2 separate regions of the Mus musculus genome follow, and region 2 is linked to region 1. Evidence: chromatin contacts called from public HiChIP or PLAC-seq data. All regions are on one chromosome and are shown on one strand. Each heading gives the region's core, a stretch centred on a gene start, on an enhancer-like site or on the middle of the called end of the contact. The rest is flanking DNA. Distances are from core to core; before and after follow the strand shown. Region 1 overlaps Zzef1 (zinc finger, ZZ-type with EF hand domain 1). Region 2 overlaps Itgae (integrin alpha E, epithelial-associated).

Region 1 (4,682 bases), core at 86-2,585:
CAGACTACAGGCTACAGGTCACCCTGATGAGCAGCACTAGTTAAGAGACAACAGAAAACTTAGAGAATAGGGGACAAGCCAGGCCATACATACCTTCAGAAATCAGGGGATGGGTGTGGGTGGGTCATTAAGATGAAGGCTTAAAGTAGACATTGCTACAGAGGTCACTGCTGACTCATCAGATAGCATTGTCCTCCTTATTGCTGCTAGGAAGTTATCACTGTGAATCAGAGCCCTGGACTTGCCTTCTGGGCTATTGTATTTCCCAGGAGATCCTGTGAAAATACAGGTCTGATTTAGTAGTTATAGGAAGGACCTAAGTCTTCTTTTTCTTTCTTTCTTCCTCTTCCTTTCTTTTCCTCCTCTTTTCCTTCATTGCCTGTCTTGTTTGTGGTTTGTTTCTTGAGATTAGGTCTTATTAGCTTGGGCAGTTCAGAACGCCTCAGCTTCCTGTGTGCTAGGCTTACAGGTTTCCATCACCATACCCAGCATGATTTCTTTTTTAATAATGGCTGCAGGCACCACCTAATTTTAAGCAACTGTGTTCTCACTCTTGGGATATTAAAATAGGTCTTTTCCTCTAAACTTTTTGTCAAACAAGGTCTTTCATATCTTATGCAGGATGGGTTTTTTTTTTAACCTAAATACAGGCCTATTGATGAGTCCCTTAATGATTTGATCTGGTTTTAGCCTGAGTTATTCTTCAATGTAGGCCAACTTAGTTGGCCTACATATAATATCAGTCTCTCTCCAGTTGGAAATAACATTTTCTTGACCATTTTGTTGTGTTTTTCTGGCACTATGCTCCGGAGACAGCATCTGCCCACTGTACAGTGTGGTTTAGTGAGAGAACTTGCTTCTCCAGTACCTGACTCTGCCAGTTTTTTTAGGTTGCAGACTCTTTTGAGTAGACTTTCTGCCAGGCATGGTGGCAGGAGGATAGAAAGACATTGAGAGTTCAAGGTCAGCCTGGGCTACATAGCTGAGGATAGAACCAAGTTCTCACATATGCTGGGCAAATGCCATACCACTGAGATAGTATGCCCTCAAAGAATACATTTAAAATTCCTCAAACATGTATGATGGATGAGACTCATCGACAATTAGGGCTTAGCAAATTCCACCTGTCCTGTTATAATCAATTATACCACAAAAGATTTCTACCAAGAAATATTTGTGTGAGGAAGAGAATAAAATTTTTCCTTTGTTCCAGATCCTGTTGTACATTTTCTTCACTTTTCCCCATAGTTATCTGTGATTGCTAGACATGCTTATACAGTGAGCTATTAGTGTGAGAGTTGAGTCATAGGCCAAGTAGTATGAGATTTTAACAATGGAAACTTGAAGTCATGCATGGTGGCCTTTAATCTCAGCACTTGGGAGGTAGAGGCAAGCAAATGTCTGTTATAGCAACATAGTGAGTTCCAGAGTAGCTAAGGCTACCTAGTGAAACTGTCTCTAACCAACCAGCCAGCCAACCAACCAACCACCTGTCCACCCACCCAACCAACTAACCAAGAATGGTGCTTGAAAGAGTGCCTGCTGAAGAGGGAGCAGCACTTACCCATTCAGCTTTTAAGGAGAAAGATGCAATTATCCTTTGTTTTAAGGATGGAATGCTTCCTTTGGAGGACTTGCTAATCAACAGAGGTCTGTGAAGCCTGAGATTTGAGAGCTCCAGGATATGAGGCATCAACCCCTTCAGTTGTTTGTACATGACTCAGACCTCAGGGTAATTATACACACATTAGTCAGACCTAGGCAAGGGAAGCCACTCTTGCCTCTTCCTCAGTGATTACCAGAAATGCCCATCCTGGTATGTCGCTCTTCCATCTCACTGGAAATGCCTGGCTTAAATAACATTTGGATGAGACCTTGTCAGTCTCTGGAGAAACTTTGAAGCAAGAAAATGTCTATGATTACATTTGTATTCATTCGCAGGATTGGTTGCTCATCTGATGACCTTGGAGAGGATGATCCTATTGGCTGGTTTGAGCTAGAAGAAGAGTGGGATGAAGCAGATGTCAAGTTACAACAGTGCAGAGTTGCCAAAGTAAGCAGTAGCCAGGTTGTCCTTCACTCATTTACCTGCTTTCCCTTTCTACAAACATTGCTAACTGCACTAGCTCTGAGCCAACACTGGAACGTTAGAGGGGTTGGGAGAGACAGATGTGATATGACTATGACAGAGGGAGGTTTAACCCACCCTAGGGTTTACCAGAGAAGACTTCATCTGAAAGAGAGTGTGAAATTATGCCAAGTGCTGGAAGTGGATTGGACCATAATCTTTAGTTTGGTTGAGATGTGTCAGAAAGGCACACTGCAGTAAGTAGTACCCAGGCATAGATGCAAGAGGAATGCGTTTGTTCCCCCAGTTCTGAGAGTAGTAACTGCCTGGCCATGTCATTTATTTTTCTTAAGAATAAATCTTAGAATAAGTAAGAGAACTCTCTTCAGAGTTCACACACAGTATGTGCTCAATGCATATCTATGCATTTGAGTAATAAATTTCAGAAAGGCCTTTAATACTAGTGAGTTGCCCAGTAGGTAAAGACACTTGCTGCCAAGCCCAGGACCTGAGTTTGATCCCTGGGACCAATATAGAAGGAGAGAACCAACTCCTTCAGTTTGTCCTTTCACCTCTACAAGCACACTGTGAGATACATGTGCCCACATGTATAAAATAAATAACTACAACGTGAAACTGGAAATAAGACAGCAAGGCTGTTATGAGAGGAACTTTCCCTTGAGGGAGCAGTTTGCCCCAAGCTTAACTTCGGCAACACTTGGCTTTATTTGCACAGAGTAGAGGATAGCACAGAGCAGAGGATAGCACAGAGCAGTGCAGAGCAGAGCATAGAGCAGAGGATAGCACAGAGCAGAGCAGAGCAGAGCACAGAGTAGAGGATAGCACAGAGCAGAGCAGAGCAGAGGATAGCACAGAGCAGAGCAGAGCAGAGGATAGCACAGAGCAGAGCAGAGCAGAGCAGAGCAGAGCACAGAGCAGAGGATAGCACAGAGCAGAGCAGAGCACAGAGCAGAGGATAGCACAGAGCAGAGCAGAGCACAGAGTAGAGGATAGCACAGAGCAGAGCAGAGCAGAGGATAGCACAGAGCAGAGCAGAGCAGAGCAGAGCAGAGCAGAGCAGAGCACAGAGCAGAGGATAGCACAGAGCAGAGCAGAGCAGAGCACAGAGTAGAGGATAGCACAGAGCAGAGCAGAGCAGAGCAGAGGATAGCACAGAGCAGAGCAGAGCAGAGCAGAGGATAGCACAGAGCAGAGCAGAGCACAGAGCAGAGGATAGCACAGAGCAGAGCAGAGCAGAGCACAGAGTAGAGGATAGCACAGAGCAGAGCAGAGCACAGAGTAGAGGATAGCACAGAGCAGAGCAGAGCAGAGCACAGAGTAGAGGATAGCACAGAGCAGAGCAGAGCAGAGGATAGCACAGAGCAGAGCAGAGCACAGAGCAGAGCAGAGCACAGAGCAGAGCAGAGCCTTGCTTCCAGTGCGTGACTTGCATGTGCTGCTTGGATCACTGAAGTGATTTCTTAGGGCGCTGTTTTCATCAAATACATGGTTTTTGTCTTAAAAAGCAAACATACTTCTCTCACTCCTGCCTGGATATTTGCCTTTCAGAAGGCCACTGTTCTTGGTATGACCCTAACAAAACCTGACTTATTCTGCATTTTGTCTTTTTTTCTGTTGCCTGAAGATACTGAATTTATTCTGTTTCAAGTACTGGGCATGATGTTGCTTTATAAAATGTTTGTTAAAACCAAGAACTTTTCTAAAAAGGCCTTTCAGTGTTCTTTCATTGTACTTAGGGATTCCAAGTCCTTTTCTTTTATCCTTTCTAGTTCTTGATGGTGAAGTTCCTCTGCACCCGCCAGGAGTCAGCTGAACGGTTGGGCGTGCAAGGCTTAAGCATCAGTGGGTACCTCCGGCCTGCAAGGGCAGAAGCGGAACAAAGCATCCTCTATGCCCACTGTAGAAGGGACACAGAGAATATTCATGGGGCCACCCTGCTTCTTAGGACTCTGCAGTTCATCCAGCAGCTTTCCCATGACCTGGTAGGTTTCTTCCATTATTATACAACACTCCCCTAGAAGTGACTGACAGTGTCAAGGGAAGTGGGCGACCTTTGAGACTTAGCCCCGCTGAAGTGATGGCAGCATTGATGAATATAGCAGATATTTTACTGCACGATAATATAAAAAGGCTGGAGAGAGTGGACTTTGGCACCAGTCTGTGGAATACCACATGGTGTGTGGCCATTGTTGTAAGGTCCCATGGAGTAGACCTGCAGGCACATGGTACTGTCCCTACTTGTGCTTGCCCAGGGTTGGCAAACACAGCAGCATCATGAGATCTTCTTTAAGTCTTAAAATTACTTCTCATATCTGGAGGGGAGTTTCATTTACTAACGTGACTAAACTATCAGGATTTGAATTTTAAATATTTGGGGTTTGATGCTGACTTTTACAGTTACTAGTAAATCATTGTATCAGTTCACTCAAGAGAGTCGTACTGCCACCACTGTGGAATACTTCAGGGAAAAACTTGTGTGTGTATAGCAGTGTCCACCCTTAGCTTTCTTTTCTCTTCATTGCACAAGAAGCTATTGAGCCAGTGTACAGATGGTGTTTGGGTCTCTGTTCACTAAGAACTCTTATCACAGCAA
Region 2 (5,009 bases), core at 520-3,019, 280 kb after region 1:
TAAATTTTAATGCCTAAGGAATAGAGGAAGTTAAAATTCTCTTCCCACTGTTCTCTATGCTCACAGACACAAGGCCAGCTGCAAAGATGGGCTTGCAATCATGTGGCTGCCAAGGATCACAATACGGAGATGATTTGTTCTGTTAATTCAAAGATGGTGGGAAACTCTGCTGCTAGTTCTTTTGGGAACTAGAAAACCACCCTGCTCTTGTCTGGGGAATCTAAGTCATTTTGACAGAGAGAACTAGATTTGGTGTGCACTGGTACAGAGCTGTAGATTCAGTGTTTCTGGACACAGCTTTCCTTGGACAGGGTCTGTTAACCTAATTGGGATCACGACACTCCTGGCATCACCTGATCCCTTTACTGAGGCTCTCAGGACAGCTTCATCTGCCTTTTTCCTTAACTGCACCCACCCCAACCCTCTGACAACTCTGCATTTTCCTTTGTTGAGTGAAGACCCCCCTTCCCCAAGACAGTTTTCCTCATGGCAGTGAGTCTGTAAAACCTGACTCTGATGGGACTATAGGTTTGCCGAGCCCCCCACCCCTGGGGTGGGGGGAGGTTCTCAGTTTGTTTGAGCTAAGTTAGCATATATTGAATGAAAAATTAAAATTAACTTCTACATATCTAGAATGGAACTAGTGATGGGACACTAGCTGGCGGAGTAGCTGTTTGGTGATCTAGTTGAGGAGCCATGGTTGAGACCAAACGTTCCCTCCATCTCAGTGAGACACTCACTTTGCCCCACAGTCCAGCCTCAACGCCTTCCTCTCCATGATGACTCTACAGAGTCCTGTCAGCTGGAACCAGTCTACCGCCACTGTGCCTTGCTCACAGAACACTACTTTGGCTTTGGGTTTAAACTCAATTCTCAGTTGTGAGGAGGCCAGGGACCACGTCAGACATGGAGACAAATCAGTGAGCGGTTGTCAAATTGGTGTGAGGGAACCACTTCTTTTCCTCAAGGGCATCTCTTGGGGCTGGAGAGATGACGCAGTTAAGAGCACCAGCTGCTCTCCAGAGGACCTAGGTTTGAATCCCAGCTGCTCCATGTCAGTTCACAACTATCTGTAATTCCACTTCCAGAGGAATCAGACATCCTCTTCTGACCTCTGAAGGGGTGCCAGGTAGGCACATGCATGCAAAACACACATGTGGGCGAAACACTCCCACCCACAAAATAAATAAATAAAAAAATATAAACAAAGATAAAACATTTTTTTTTTCCGAGACAGGGTTTCTCTGTGTAGCCCTGGCTGTCCTGGAACTCACTCTGTAGACCAGGCTGGCCTGGAACTCAGAAATCCGCCTGTCTCTGCCTCCCAAGTGCTGGGATTAAAGGCGTGCACCACCGCACCCAGCTTTTGTTTTTGTATTTTTTTTTAACCTCTTCTGTTTTAACAGCCAGTATCTCCAGATGTTCAGTGTGATGACCCCAAGCCAGTTGCTTCTGTCCTGGTCATGAACTGCAAGATTGGTCACCCCATACTCAAGAGATCATCTGTGAGTGAGTCTGTTGGGATTAGGTGGCTCTTCCTGCTATCCCTGACTTCCAGCCTCGTCTGCACCTTTCAGGTGTGGTTACTATGTCTCCTTTGCTGGCGTTGCTGTCAGTAGTGTTTACAGCTGCCAAGTCTGCCCTCAAGTGGCGCACAGAGGAGTGTGCAGAGTCTGTTGTGGTTTCCCTCGCTCAAAGAATAATGCTGTCTGTTTGGCTCACTCAGCATTTGTACTGTGAGGCTTACGTGAGACAGTGACTGTGCTACAAAAACCACGAGGAATGGAAGCTAGGATTCCTAATGCTGCTTAGCCACAGTGTCTTAGTCACTGTCCTATTGCTGTGAAGAGGCCAGACGTCCAAGGCAAGCCTTATGCAAGAAAACATTCAATTAGGAGCTTACTTATGGTTTCAGAGGCTTAGTCCATTTTCATCATGGCAGGGAGCATGGTGGCAGGCAGGCATGGTGTGGGCTATATCCTGATCAGCAAGCACAGTGGCATGGTGCAGGCTTTTGAAACCTCAAAGTCAGTGACAAGTATGCCTCCAACAAAGACCTTCTAAACCTTTTTCTCCACTCCCTGGCACTGAAGCAGGCCGGGCCCTGAGCAGTAAGCAATTGTCAGGTGACTGGTTCCCCCATTTACTTATCTATTTCCTCCTTAAAATAGGTGAATGTCTCAGTAACTTGGCAGCTAGAGGAGAGTGTCTTTCCAAATAGGACAGCAGATATCACTGTGACCATCTCCAAGTAAGTCGTGACTGTGTTAGCAACCTTAACTCCTGGCCTTGGATCCCTGTGCTCACAGGCGGTCCCTCTCACCAAAGATACTGACGATATTTTAATCCATACAAAGGAACACTAGGGGATATTCTGGTAGAATGAGCTTTGAACTAGAGTCCTAGTTCTGGCTTTCTTAACTCTGATATGCCTCCATGTTCAAAGATAGAGCAGGATATGGTTCTGTGAAGGAGCTGTCAAACATGGGTAATTCTCTCTTGAGGCAGTGTCTGGAGTCTTTTGTTGTTGTTATTATGTTTTGTTTTGTGACAGGATTTCTTTTTTTTTTTTCTTTTTTCTTTTTGGTTTTTCAAGACAGGGTTTCTCTGTATAGCCCTGGCTGTCCTGGAACTTACTTTGTAGACCAGGCTGGCCTTGAACTCAGAAATCCGCCTGCCTCTGCCTCCCGAGTGCTGGGATTAAAGGCGTGCGCCACCATGCCCGGCTCGTCAGGGTTTCTCTGGGTAGCCCTGGCTGTCCTGGTATTGCTCTGTAGACTAGGCTGGCCTCAAACTCAGATACCCGCCTGCTTCTACTTCCTGAGTGCTATAATTAAAGGTGTCACCACGCCCAGCTTTCTAGAGCCGATTTGATTGCCATGATTAAGGAGGTGATACTCTACCGAGTAGAGTCCAACTGCATAGCTTGCAAACATTCTTTTGTCTCAACTGCCTTCCAAGTACTTCACACCACAGATGCTGACAACTATTATTCAGTGTGTAGGACAAGTCCCTAACAGAAAATTCTTTGGCCTAAAACGTCAAGTGTGGAGGCTGAGAAATCCTTACGAAGTCAATGCTTTCTCAAGTGTGGCCTCAGGGAGTCACTCGGGTTCTTAGGAAGTCAAGGGAACGTTTGTATTATATTTGTTATATTGTTAACATTTGTATTCCCAGTTCCAATGAGAAGTCTTTGGCCAGAGAGACACGCAGCCTTCAATTCAGACATGCCTTCATTGCAGTTCTTTCCAGGTAGGTACTCCCAAGGGGTCTGTGTGACGGTCATGCAATGGCGACAGTTTTGGGATTCTGTGTGGACAGAAAGCCCATCGCCCTTCTCTGAGGAGGCTGCTTAGCGCCCAACCTCTCTAGGATACTGTCAGATCCAAGGGGTACCTCCCCCAAGCCCCGCCCACCAAAAGGGCAGTCTCACTGACGTCCAAAATTGAGTCTAGGCCCAACTTAACCTAGACTACAGGATTTCGGGTGGTTAAATAAATGCTAGTATTCTTTAGGAACTTGTGAACCTGGTTCCCATCTGCCAAAAGGAGCCATTTCTCTTACCTCTGGCAAAAGCAGACACATGGCTCTCCAATTTACTTGGGGTACCTATCAGCATATCAAGGTCTATGCTAGAGACAGCCTTGGCAGTGTGGAATGAACTTCCTTTTCACTCACGGAGCAGTAGTTTTGGTTTCTTTATCACTAGCATACGTCACGTTGGGCTTTTGAAACACCGTGGTGGTCATCAGAGGCCCACTGCCAACTGGTCCTGCTACCAAAGGGAACCGATGTGATGCTATCAGAGTGGCTGTGGGGTTGGAGAAGGGGCTGGGAGGGGGCTCAGTGAGAAAAGTTGTCTCATGGGGACCTGAGTTCAGGTTCTCAGCAACCACAGAGAAGTCTGGTGGTGTGGCCCACACCTGTAATGTCCGTGCCGGGGTGGGTGGGGTCAGAGAGGCATATCCTTTGGGCTTGCCAGCAAGCCAGTTTAGCTACAACAGCAAGCTCCCAGGCTCAGTGAGACACTGTCAAAAACTAGGAGAGAGTAGGGGACCTGACATTGACAGGCAAGTACACTGCCACGTGTACACACGCACAAAGTTGGAGAAAAGATGGAAAACTCCAGCTGGGTAGAGTCCAACTGCATGGCTTACAAACATTCTTCTGTCCCAGCTGCCTTCCAAGCACTTCACATTTTGACTTCCAGCGTTGAGTCTTCTTAAGGCCCTGTGCTGAATGTCCTAGTGTACTCATCGGGAAACACTAAGTTCATTCGGAACCAGGAAGGAACCTTGCGTTCTCACACATGCCCTCTCATTGCAGACCCTCAGTGATGTACATGAACACAAGCCAAAGCCCTTCTGACCACAAAGAATTCTTCTTCAATGTAAGTGTACAGCGCTTGCTGCCAACCTAAAGTTGGTAGAGCCAACCAACGAGCTCTGACTTTCTGCTCCTTTTCTTCTGCCAGGTGCATGGGGAGAATCTTTTTGGAGCTGTATTCCAGTTGCAAATTTGTGTCCCCATCAAATTACAAGATTTCCAGATTGTAAGAGTGAAGAATCTGACAAAGACTCAGGTATTTAAATGGGAGTCTGTGATTGCATCGCTTTCCAAAGACTACAGATTCTCAAAGATATAAAAACGAGGCCTGGTGGCACAGGCTTGCATACACAAGGACATTCCTAAGTTCAAGCCTGCAGCTATGGAGTGAGTAACCCGAGATCTATAATGGTAATTTTAAGAGGCGTTTCTGCCCAACTCCACCCTGTATAGCTCCCAAGAAAGAAACAGAAACCTTATTAACAAGCTATAAACCTAAACCGGGCAGGTTCTGAGCTATTTTAACCTACATCCCCAGCACAGCCCCGTTACCTGCCACCTGAGTCTTGCTCTGTTTGCTCTGCTCCACGTGTTTCCTCAGGGTGATTTTTCTCTTGGCCACATGCTCATGGTCCATCCTGCCTCATAATGACCTCCATCTTCCCCTCCTTTGTCCTTGACAT

What was found. HiChIP or PLAC-seq counts read pairs in DNA pulled down with a chosen protein or histone mark.
Region 2: a contact with region 1 is called in an H3K4me3 HiChIP or PLAC-seq map of bone marrow-derived macrophages, with 5 times the contacts expected there. The contact joins two enhancer-like sites. A contact is called at or near these places in 1 of 115 datasets of contacts at active chromatin or transcription factors (bone marrow-derived macrophages) and 1 of 9 other capture datasets (adipose tissue).

What each region holds. Positions count from the first base shown.
Region 1 is chr11:72,846,701-72,851,382 of GRCm38.p6, forward strand. It overlaps Zzef1 (zinc finger, ZZ-type with EF hand domain 1), which reads left to right. Exons shown (of 55, transcript NM_001045536.2): 12 at 1,942-2,053; 13 at 3,859-4,071. Among named protein-coding and RNA genes, the nearest start is that of Gm26121, 33 kb to the right of the region's middle. Within about 2 kb of position 1,336, at least 61 of the 459 cell types and tissues checked have an H3K27ac peak or open chromatin away from gene starts, as enhancers often do. A contact at or near this core is called in bone marrow-derived macrophages, where this site is marked.
Region 2 is chr11:73,129,517-73,134,525 of GRCm38.p6, forward strand. Itgae (integrin alpha E, epithelial-associated) reads left to right here. Exons shown (of 31, transcript NM_008399.3): 22 at 1,407-1,505; 23 at 2,172-2,251; 24 at 3,178-3,252; 25 at 4,327-4,390; 26 at 4,475-4,582. Among named protein-coding and RNA genes, the nearest start is that of Haspin, 6.3 kb to the right of the region's middle. Within about 2 kb of position 1,770, at least 32 of the 459 cell types and tissues checked have an H3K27ac peak or open chromatin away from gene starts, as enhancers often do. A contact at or near this core is called in bone marrow-derived macrophages, where this site is marked.